Linked DNA regions of Triticum aestivum: region 1 is linked to region 2. Evidence: chromatin contacts called from public Hi-C data. All regions are on one chromosome and are shown on one strand. The core of a region is the stretch at or near the end of the contact, and the rest is flanking DNA. Distances in the headings are between cores, read along the strand shown.

What was found. Hi-C and Micro-C count contacts between places; a contact is called where the count stands out from the background.
Region 1: a contact with region 2 is called in a Hi-C map of leaf, with 5 times the contacts expected there. The contact joins the enhancer-like site here to the promoter of LOC123044966 in region 2. A contact is called at or near these places in 2 of 5 Hi-C or Micro-C datasets (both in leaf).

The regions. Positions count from the first base shown.
Region 1 is chr2B:372,151,650-372,156,934 of IWGSC CS RefSeq v2.1, reverse strand. LOC123044968 (a long non-coding RNA gene) reads left to right here. Exons shown (of 5, transcript XR_006420843.1): 4 at 1-794; 5 at 1,920-3,032. Among protein-coding and RNA genes, the nearest start is that of LOC123044968, 6.0 kb to the left of the region's middle. Within about 2 kb of position 2,349, at least 6 of the 8 cell types and tissues checked have an H3K27ac peak or open chromatin away from gene starts, as enhancers often do. A contact at or near this core is called in leaf, where this site is marked.
Region 2 is chr2B:371,566,274-371,571,232 of IWGSC CS RefSeq v2.1, reverse strand. LOC123044966 (non-structural maintenance of chromosomes element 3 homolog) reads left to right here and starts at 1,539. Exons shown (of 7, transcript XM_044467864.1): 1 at 1,539-1,746; 2 at 1,839-2,091; 3 at 2,228-2,380; 4 at 2,464-2,569; 5 at 2,652-2,766; 6 at 3,770-3,828; 7 at 3,923-4,294. The coding sequence starts at 1,702. The coding sequence ends at 3,802.

The sequences.
Region 1 (5,285 bases), core at 1,100-3,599, 580 kb before region 2:
TTATTTTGAACCAGTAATAATACTAGAATGATTTCCTGGCCAGGACAAATTGACGTGTGTGAATATCATTAAACTGCTATGATAAAATATTTAGTCTAATAAGAGTCAAAAAATATGATTTTGGGGAAAGTTTTCATATCCCAATCGTGGTACATTAAGATATTGAGTACCTTATACATGTATTGAGTACCTTACTTTCTTGTTATAGTTGATCTGCTGATGGTGCTTCACTACAAATTACTGGAATTTTGTGGGCACTACTAATGATAATATCATTCTTTCCGCGAGTTGTGGATACAATATTGAAGGTTACAAGTCTATTAATCGGCCGCCTACCCATTTTCTGTTATTTAGTTACCAGTTTAACTCATAAAACTAAAGTATGATTGGTGCTCGAGATAATGTTGTTGCTAAGAATCCGAAGGTACTGCATTTCTCTCATTTTTGTCACCTGGCAAAATGTTCTCCCATTAATAAACTTGTAATTCAGTTTCTGTTGTCACTAGATTTTTTTTTGTTAAAATTGTAGTTTGCAAGGAAACTGTAATGTTTGATTTTTTTTTAATTTGAGGTAAAGCTAATTGTGTCTTGCATACACTCAAGTTTTTATTTGGGTCTGGTTGAATAACTCATATCAGGCGGCATGGAGCTAATTTGACTCCTAAAGCCAGTAAGAGGGTTCCTTGGATGGTCAATAAGGGGATGATGCCAATTAGTCTGGATTCTGGAACAATGCTAACATTCAAATCCTTGAACTTGTTGGTGCATCTGTGCTTTGAGAAAAAAACAGTTAGGTATGCTTCTCAGTTCTCACTACCTCCGCGTGAAAACCAAAATTACAAATCTTTATTTCTTATTTCCAACTATATTTTGTGGCTGCTTGGACAATATTTCCGTTGCTAACTTCCTTCCGTTGAATGACTTGCCAATGGTCTTTCACAATTTATAGCCTTTTACTTTATTTTTGTAACTGATATCCTTTAAATTCAGTTTGTTTTAAAGGTTCACCATGTTTCTTTAACAAAATTTATCCAGTGAATTGGTATGTCTGCTCCACTGGGCAGCAGCTGCAACCTTTCAACTTTGGCTCTTGCACCATTGTTTCATATGTGTATGCTCTATTTTCCTGTCCAGTCATTTGGTCTTTATATTCAGCTTGTGTTTGTCAAGAGCTTATTCGGTCAAAGGTTATAAGAGATATGACATTGCCGCTGTTGTGCTAAGGGATACGGGGTCATGAAAAATCAGGGTTTGTTCGTGTTTCCCACCAATTGTTTTGTTATACACCCTGTTCTTACTACTTGCATGTGACAGCCCGAGCAGCAGGCAAAATTCTATTTCTTCTTCTAGATTGCTATACCTTTGTGCAAGAATCAGAATACCAATGCAAATGTGCCTTTTCAGTCCATATTTAACAATGACAAAAAAATATTTTCCTTTTGTTTCTGTTTCACTTGTGTCTGCACTGGAGAATGTTCATCCTTGCCTTCCATCACCGGAGAATATTCATCCTTACCTTCCATCACTTGCTCTACTGTAACAATGCTAATTTCTCTGCCATTAATTGCTCCATACACTTAGTTCGTTTATATCTAGAGTTCACATAGGGGTTAGTAAACAGATAGTCTTTTTTAATCAAACGACCATGCAGGTTTGAGCAAGCTCAAAGTAGGCTGGGGGATGACCAATGATTATACTGATGCTGGTCAAAGCCATATTTTTTGTGCAGGTCCTAGCAAGCTCATCGCCCACAAAAAATATTCCTTGATGGTGGTCCATATTTTTTGTGCATATTTAGCTCAGTATTCGGCTAAACACTTTAACTTGTGTATCATAAGAAAGAAAATGTACACTTTTTACTCGAGAAGCAGTAAATCTCTTGATTACTAAAATTGCCAGACACCTTTATGATTCAGAAGTATACTTGTCTATGATGGCGGCCGCCCACGCATTCGAGCCACGAGGACCGTTAAGGGGACCTTGCAAGGCAATACTTGGGCGCTGGACTTGGAACCAGTCATTGATTTGCCATGCCTGCAACAGTTTTGGATGCTATGGCCACGGATTGCTGATGTTCAGCTCACGGGAGGAGCAGAGGCCCCCCCATAAGATGGGCGTGGAAGAGTAGTGGCATGTTCTCCGTTCGCCCTGCATATGCCTCAAAATTCGGAGGAAGCGATGTGGTACCGTACGCGGACGTCACATGGAACTCGAAGGTCGCCCTTCAATGTCGGTTCTTCACTTGGTTAGCCATGTGAAACCGTTGTTGGACGTCTGTTTGACTCACCAAGAGAGGCTTGCCCACCACGACACATGCCCCTTCTACGAAACCGATGAGACCATTAACCATCTTCTCATTGAATGCACCTTCACATGATCATCGATCGGTGTGGCATATGGTGTGGTCGGCTATTGGGAATCTGGACCAAGTCTCACTGTTGACGATAACTTGGGAAATGAAACGAGGGCCATTCTTTTCTTTTTTGCGAAATGAAACGAGGACCATTCTCTCGCTCGTCACTTGGGAACTTTGTAAACACCGCAATGCTATTGTCTTTGGTGGAGCAACACTTTTTGTGCTTACGATCATTAAGAAAATTGTGACCGAAGGGAGGACATGGCAGCAAGCCGGACTACTCAAGGGTAGGTGGGTTAGTAGAGAGTACTCAATCATTGTGGCTGATAGATGGTGGGCTACCATGTACTCCTTCCGTTTCAAAATAGATGACTCAACTCTGTACTAACTTTGTACTAAAGTTGAGTCATCTATTTTAAAACAGAGGGAGTAATATGTGATAAGCACATTCTCCATGAAAAAGATGTATATGTATAATTTGGTCTTTTTTCTATTTGTGATTTTCCGCACTAAATTTTTTGTGGACCTTGGATCGTGCCGAGTCAGCTAGAAATGCTATATCATCAGTACCTTAGCTATTATTTTCATTTATTACCAATACATTAAAGACCTAGTTGGTGATGCTATATGTCATTTCTGACCATATGAGCAAACGCACGTGAGGTAAATTGCATGAGCGAGCAGTTCATATTTTTTACATAAAGTTGTATAATTTTTTGATTAGGATACAAGGGTAAATGTGTTGGTTGATTGTGTCAAGAGTTAATAACGAGCATGGTGGTGTATTAGTCACATGCCCAACACTGGATATGATATTTTTGTTTCGTGGTAATGCTCGACATTAAATTGTATGTTACTACGTGACAATGGCTCATGAGACGCCGGATCTGCCTTCTTGGCTCGGGGGCGTCAGGGTGCACACCTCGTCGCCCTTGATGGCGGCGACAGATCGAAATGAATACGGGGGAGGGGATCAGTGCGGAGAGCGGGGTAGTTGGCGGGGGATTCCTCTTTAGTGATCCGTCGGGAAGTATGGTGTGAAGGAGAGGGGGCGCCATGGCAAATGTTAGGTCGGTGTCATCCAATTTTTAAGAAGCGGACTCCGGAAATGGAGGGTTCGACAGGAAGAGAGAAGGGTGCATCGTTGGGAGTTTTTTTTATGAAACTGTGTGTTAGAGATAACATGACGGATAGTTCGAACAACTAAATTTCTCTCCCAAATATAGGCCGGCTTTCTAAGAGCCCGGTCTGTCCATATAGTTCCATTTTGTGCTGCCCGCTAGGCGTCATTTGATGTCCAAACTTGTTTAAATGTATGAGGAAGAAATGAGATTTGACCTTGAAAACGACCCTAATTATTTAGTTGATTCATTTATATGGATTATAGTCTGTAGCAACGCACGGACGTTCTACTAGTACATACTTAAATTCCCACTTGCGGTAGCAAATGCAGAAAAGCTTGATGGCTACGTTCCTAGCCGATGGTGAATGGGATTGAGTTGATTAATTAGGGAGTGAATAATACGATTCATATTATAAGTAGTCATCATATCAATCATTGCGGAGGGAGGATCGGCGGAGGAACACGATTTGCTGAGAAAAAAAGCTGAAAATAAGGGTTCGCTCCCCTTCAACAAATCGTTTTACTAGTTCCACCTCGCCTCATAAAACAGAATGACACCAGTTTATATACGTTTGCGAGCTGTTGTATCAACAAGCCACCTAGAAAATCATTAAAAGAGAGGATGTATGGGTCTCGGGCATGCAGATGGCGGTGGACTCTGAGGTAGGCTTTGTCAGAAATAAATATACATGTGGCTACCATGATGAAAAAAGGTTGTAATACATAGACAAGAATTAGTGATCGCATGTCACTGGCGACAAGTTTTGCAGTCCAGATGCCTAGCACGTGCACTAACGACAATGAGCAAGTCTACCAGTACGACGTGGTGGGTGTCGACTGGAACCTCATATCCCCGACGTGTGATATTTATTTTTCTTCCGTTGTAACACACAGACACATTTGCTAGTAAGTACAAAGGACAAGGCCAATCGAAGTAGCGTACAACTAAGCAAGATGACATGGTTCGTTTGCTAATTAGATAATCCCATATTATCTCTTTACATAAATTCTTGCTAATTTAAATGCGTTTGTGAGTTGCCTGCAAAAATAAGGAGCCTCCCCGAGAATCAATAAACAAAGATGCGGATAATTAAATTGGAGGAATAAAATATCTCATTAATTAAATGAGATTGTGGGCTAGAAAGGAAAGAAATTAAGAAAAGTAAACGTCGTATCTTTAACACATGAAAGAAAGGAATAAATTTCGCTGTTATGGGCACGGGTAAGGAAAGGAAATTAAACTAAAAGAAGGAATAAATGAGACTATTATGAACCAGCATGAAGAAAAGAGATAAATTCTGTTGTTACTGAGCACAGGAAGAAAGGAATTCTGACGATGGGAGAGAAAGGACTCCGATTAAATAAATAGGCTCGGAAGATAATTGAAATAAAATAAGGAATAAATGGGCGTGGTAATCATCCTACATGTACGTATGTCTGAATCGTGATTTGAGGGTGCAGTGTGTGGCGTGCATGGACATATTAACGCTCAATTGGTTAGCAACATAACATGCACATGCTGGAGCTTGGCAACTAACAAACTCACCGCCTTGAGACCGATCTTTGTTTCTTTTGAATATCATGTTATAAATTTTGCTTAGCCATGTTTATATTATACTAATAATTAGTGTATGCTAGAATGTGATGACCAAACTCGACACCTTGAGACTTATCACGTTTGTCATAACAGGTGGACAAGTAACCACCATCTAAGATGGTACAAAGAGGAAAAGTGGCAAGCTCACTAAGGAATGTGCCAGAGTTTGTTTCTCCCGTTACAATGCATGGGAATGTTAATGCTAATAG
Region 2 (4,959 bases), core at 290-2,789:
CTATGATCGAGCACTTGTATTCGAGCCCTCGAGGCCCTTGGCTTGTATTATGATGCTTGTATGACTTATTTTATTTGTAGAGTTGTGTTGTGATATCTTCCCGTGAGTCCCTGATCTTGATCGTACACATTTGCATGCATGATTAGTGTACGATTGAATCGGGGGCGTCACAGACCTTCAACCTCTCATCGACAAGGCAATGGGCAGATTACCGGGGTGGAAGGGCAAGAACCTCGCGTGGCCAGGAAGGGTCTCCTTGGCAAAGTCTGTCTTGTACGCCATTGCCACCCACCATCTCACTGTGCTCCCCTTCCGGCTTGGGCAAATCACAAGCTTAGCAAGATTTCATGAAACTTCATCTGGTGCAGCGACAATTTTGAAAATGCGACTGGGGGCCACTCCTTGGTGAACTGGAAGACGGTGTGCAGGCCTAAAGCCCTGGGTGGGCTCGGAATCACGGACCTCGAAAGGTTTGGTAGAGCTCCTAGTCTGGAAATCTTTGTTTAGGGCATGGCATTGTTCAGGGCTTCCACCACCATCGTGCTGGGTAACGGCTGGAAATCTTTGTTCTGGCATGACGACTAGATGGGAAAGGGTCCTTTACGATTGCTGGGCCCCGGGCTCTTCAAAATCGCCACTGGAAAGCAGAGATCTGTGATGAGGGAGCTTCAGGACGAGAACTGGATTAGATCGGTCGCCCGTTTGGAGACACCCGCACAGCTGCAGGAGTTCATTACGCTTGCATCTCTGACCTCGCAGACTAAGCTGTCCCCAGACCTGGAGGACTCCATCTCTTGGCGTTGGACCCCTAATGGCAGCTACTCCTCTGCTTCAGCTTATGCGGCCCAGTTCTACGGATCCTTCCCCAGGTTTTCGCCGTCCAAGATTTGGGAGGCTCATGTAGAGCCAGAATGTAAGCTCTTCTCCTGGCTGGTGCTCCACGGGAAGACCCTCACGGCGGACATGCTGGCCATTCGTGGCTGGCCGCACGACCCTATCTGCCCTCTCTGCGTGCGGGCACCAGAAACAGCAAATCACCTGCGCAAGGACTGTCCGTTTGCGGTAGCGGTTTGGTCGCATGTACAGGGGCGGACTGGGGAGGCGCCACTGAACTCGATGTCGCTACCGCCTTGCATGGGGATCTCAGACTGGTGGGATTCGCTCATCGCTCCAATTTCCAAGGAGGATAGTTGCCGCCGCAGTGGTCGCTTCCTCTACACTATCTGGAATATCTGGAAGGAGCGCAACCATCGCATTTTCAACGGAACCCGCCTAACCCATGTGGAGGTGGCGACCCCCGCGTTCGACAACATAAGACAGAGGGCCATGGCTTTCGGCATGGTCCATGTGGCGACCGGTATTGGCTGATTTGTAGGGCACTTCCTGTTTGTGCGGGTTTTGTCAGGTTCCCTTGAAAAACCTAACAACTCTGTACATATTCTCTCTTTTTGTCTCAAATGAAAAGGCAGCCGGTTCCTCGAAAAAAAAGATTTTCCGAGGGAAGTGCTGAAGACGCTTTAAGGCGCGGGCGCGTCTCCGCCTCCCTCCATCCGCTCGGTTCAGTTTCCCGCCGTCTCCCTCGCGCCACTCTACCACGAAAACAAACCGCTTAATGCGAACCTAGGGTACTTCTGCTCCGCCCCAAATCGCGGCAATCCCTCCCACTCCCCTCCTCGTGCCGTCATACAGTTCTTGAATCGCATGGCGACCAGCGAAGAATTCGCCCAGATTGACATCTCCACGGAGGTACGCCACACCCTGCTCCTCCCCGTTTCCCAGTTCGACCCGCCGCACGCAAGGTGTTCGACGTTTTGATCCGCCCAAATCGGGCCCTGCAGGAGAAGGACAAGCTTGTGGCCGAGGTGATGCGCTACGCGCTCTTCAAGACGCACCAGAACTCCGGCTGCCCCATCAAGCGGGAGGAGCTCACCCAAATCATCACCAATTACTACCGCCAGCGAGCGCTCCCTGCGCTCGTCATCAAGGAAGCTGGGGACAGGCTTGCGGCGACCTTCGGCTATGAGATGAGGGAGCTCCAGAGGACCCGCGCCACGTCCACCCGCTCCGGACGCCCCTCCTCCCAGCAGCCCAGTAAGCTCGCTTTTCTTCTTCTTTAGATCTTGCAATGTCGTCGCCCACACAGCAGCCTGCATCTTTGCTGATGATGTAGTAAGGTAGAAATTGGTTGAACTTAAGAATGACCAGCGATGAATCGAGCTGTGTTTAGGTAATCAGGATGCAAAGAGCTACGTCCTGGTAAGTAAGCTGGACCCTGAGGTGTACAGCAAGTATGTTGAGGATAAGGAGCGTGCCCATGTGTCTGGGTTTGCTTTTGTTGTCATAAGCATTGTTCATGTCGCTGGTGGCAAGATCTCTGAAGGTAGAGATTGCTGGTTCTTTTTCCGACAGTAGTCAGGAGGTTTTATCGTTTGATATTACTGATTTTTGACAAACATGTTTCAGAGGACCTTTGGCGTCAGCTGAAACGTTTGGGCTTAAATGAAACTGATGAGAACCACCCTGTTCTCGGCAACAATAAGCAGGCGCTTGAACTACTAGTGCAACAAAGGTTGCTGGTACTTTCAGGGTGTGCTGCAGAGTGTGTATTTCATTGGCAACTTTTGTTTTTTTCACTTGGTATCTTTGCCCAGGTACTTGCTGAAGGAGAAGATTGCTGGTCCAGAAGGCCATTCCATGGTTTATGAGCTTGCAGAGAGGGCATTGGATGAATCCATCAGCTCGAAGCTTAAAGAATACATTTCACAGGTATGTAAAAGCATCAACCACAATCTCGAAAAAATAAGGCATCAACCTGTATGTACAGTAAATTAGAAATAGCAGAACTTTTGCTTGGTTGCCTGAGAGAGTATATACAAACACTAATTTGTGAAACTAATCTATCACTTTAACCTGTAGAAATGATGTTTATGCTTTTAATGCCTCTCAAAATGATGTTTATGCTTTTAATGCCTTCTCCATAACGTGCAGCATTAACAGCTATAAAATGTTTGGTAAGGAACTACATTTTTATTTTTATTTTGAAAAGGAGATAGCTCCAGCCTCTGCATCGGTTGATGCACGCAGCCTTGGTAAGGAACTAGGTGCTATACGATATACTGAAAAAAACAGCCTCTGAAATGGTCGTGTTTGAGTATGATTCTAGCTGGTTCCTAGTTGTACCATAAACAAGTCTAGATTATGAACTCTTTTCTTTTCCAGCTTCAGGATTTTACATAGTGCGATTGCTAATGACAAAGATTATTGCCATGACAAAGAGCCAGCCCCATCTTATCACGTACTCCGGATTTTATTGATTATTGTTACAGAAGTATTTTGTGCATGAATTTAATGAATCATTTGTATGCATTAGAGTTGCTTGCTACTGCTGTTGCTACTAGTTCATGACTAGTATTTATTCGTTTCTCAAAATTGTATTAGCAATTATTTCAAAATAGATACTCCCTTCGTCCCAAATTACTTGTAGAAATGGGTAGAAATGAATGTATCTAGAACTAAAAATACGTCTAGATACATTCATTTCTGCGACAAGTAATTTGGGATGGATGGAGTACTAGTAGCACAGGTAGTGGCAATTTCTGGGCATAATTGATTTCCATCATGATAACCTGTCGCTTGTAGAGATTATCAGTGGCGGGCAAATACCCTCCTGAATCCAGTGTCGCATTGTAGAGTCATACCATGGCCAGCGAAAACTAAATTGAAGATTGATCCGATCTGTTTGACCAATCCTCTTTTTGCCATGGATCAGGTTGTGGGTGTCAGTACAGCTACAGCAGAATGAAGTGCATATGATGCAGCAACCATCAGGTATTTTCACTTTGACTCTCCGTCTGTTCTTTCTGAAACAGAATGATTGCGTTATCAATTTCCATTCAGGGGTAACCGTTGGCCTATGTTTCAGGCTTTTGCTGTCCAGTCTAAACTCACCAGTACAACGACGAACTTGAGTTAGGGTGGAAAGCCATTGTAGAGACTTGGTGGAGGCTTCGTCTGAGGGCTGTATAGGAGAGGAGGTAGTCTGCGTGCGCGCGCGCCCTCTCAACTAGTTAGATCGAGACGCCTAAGACGTGACTCTGGATTTGAAAAAGGAAAAAGAAAGACATGACCTTTTGTTGCGGGAACCTAGTGTTGTGGTGGCCGTTCAGCTTGTATGCACTTCGTTAACCGGAGCTGCATAAGTCTTTATGCATTCTACGCGGCTTTGCTCGTTCAGGTTTGCTCGCCTGAGCTTCAGGAAACGATACAAGTGATGCGTTGTCTGTCACGATGTCAACTGAAAGTTTAGCATGATTTTTTTTTTCTGAACCATAAAGGAGAACTTATAGAAGAAGAAAGCAGTACAAAATCCCCTTATAACGAATAAAAAATTGATATCGGGGAGTTGGGCCAAAAAACCTGCTCCAACAGAGGCCCAATCCGCAAAAATTATTCGGGAGACCCATCAAAACATCTCAACTTATTTAGGAAAATTGTTGTCTCAATTTTTTTTAGGGAAAATTGACCCCCTCCCCAATACCACCCCAATAGGTGGCTGGAAGCAACAATCCCTCTCCCGCCTAAAGTTTCCTGAGCACACCCATCTCCCACTGCCGATGAAGGCCACCGATCCCTCTCCTCACAGGTGTTCTGCGTTGACTCGCCGCTCCCGTGCCGTCGACCGTCGTAGCCACCTCCACCCTCAACCAATGTCATCGCCCGGCCTAGGCACGCATGGCGTCGCGGGGGAGGAAGGAGGCAACATTCCTCATTGGGTTGTCGCGCCGACCAAGAAGCCCCGCAACCACAACTGCTTCGGCCTCCTTCATGGCGAGCCGTCGGCCTCCTTCATGGAGATGTCCCGACGTCCCCACCTTCGAGGCCGCCGCCGACTTCTACATGTACAACGCCAATAAGTTGTTCGATGAAATGCAGGAAAGGTACTTTTTCAGTTTTTCATTT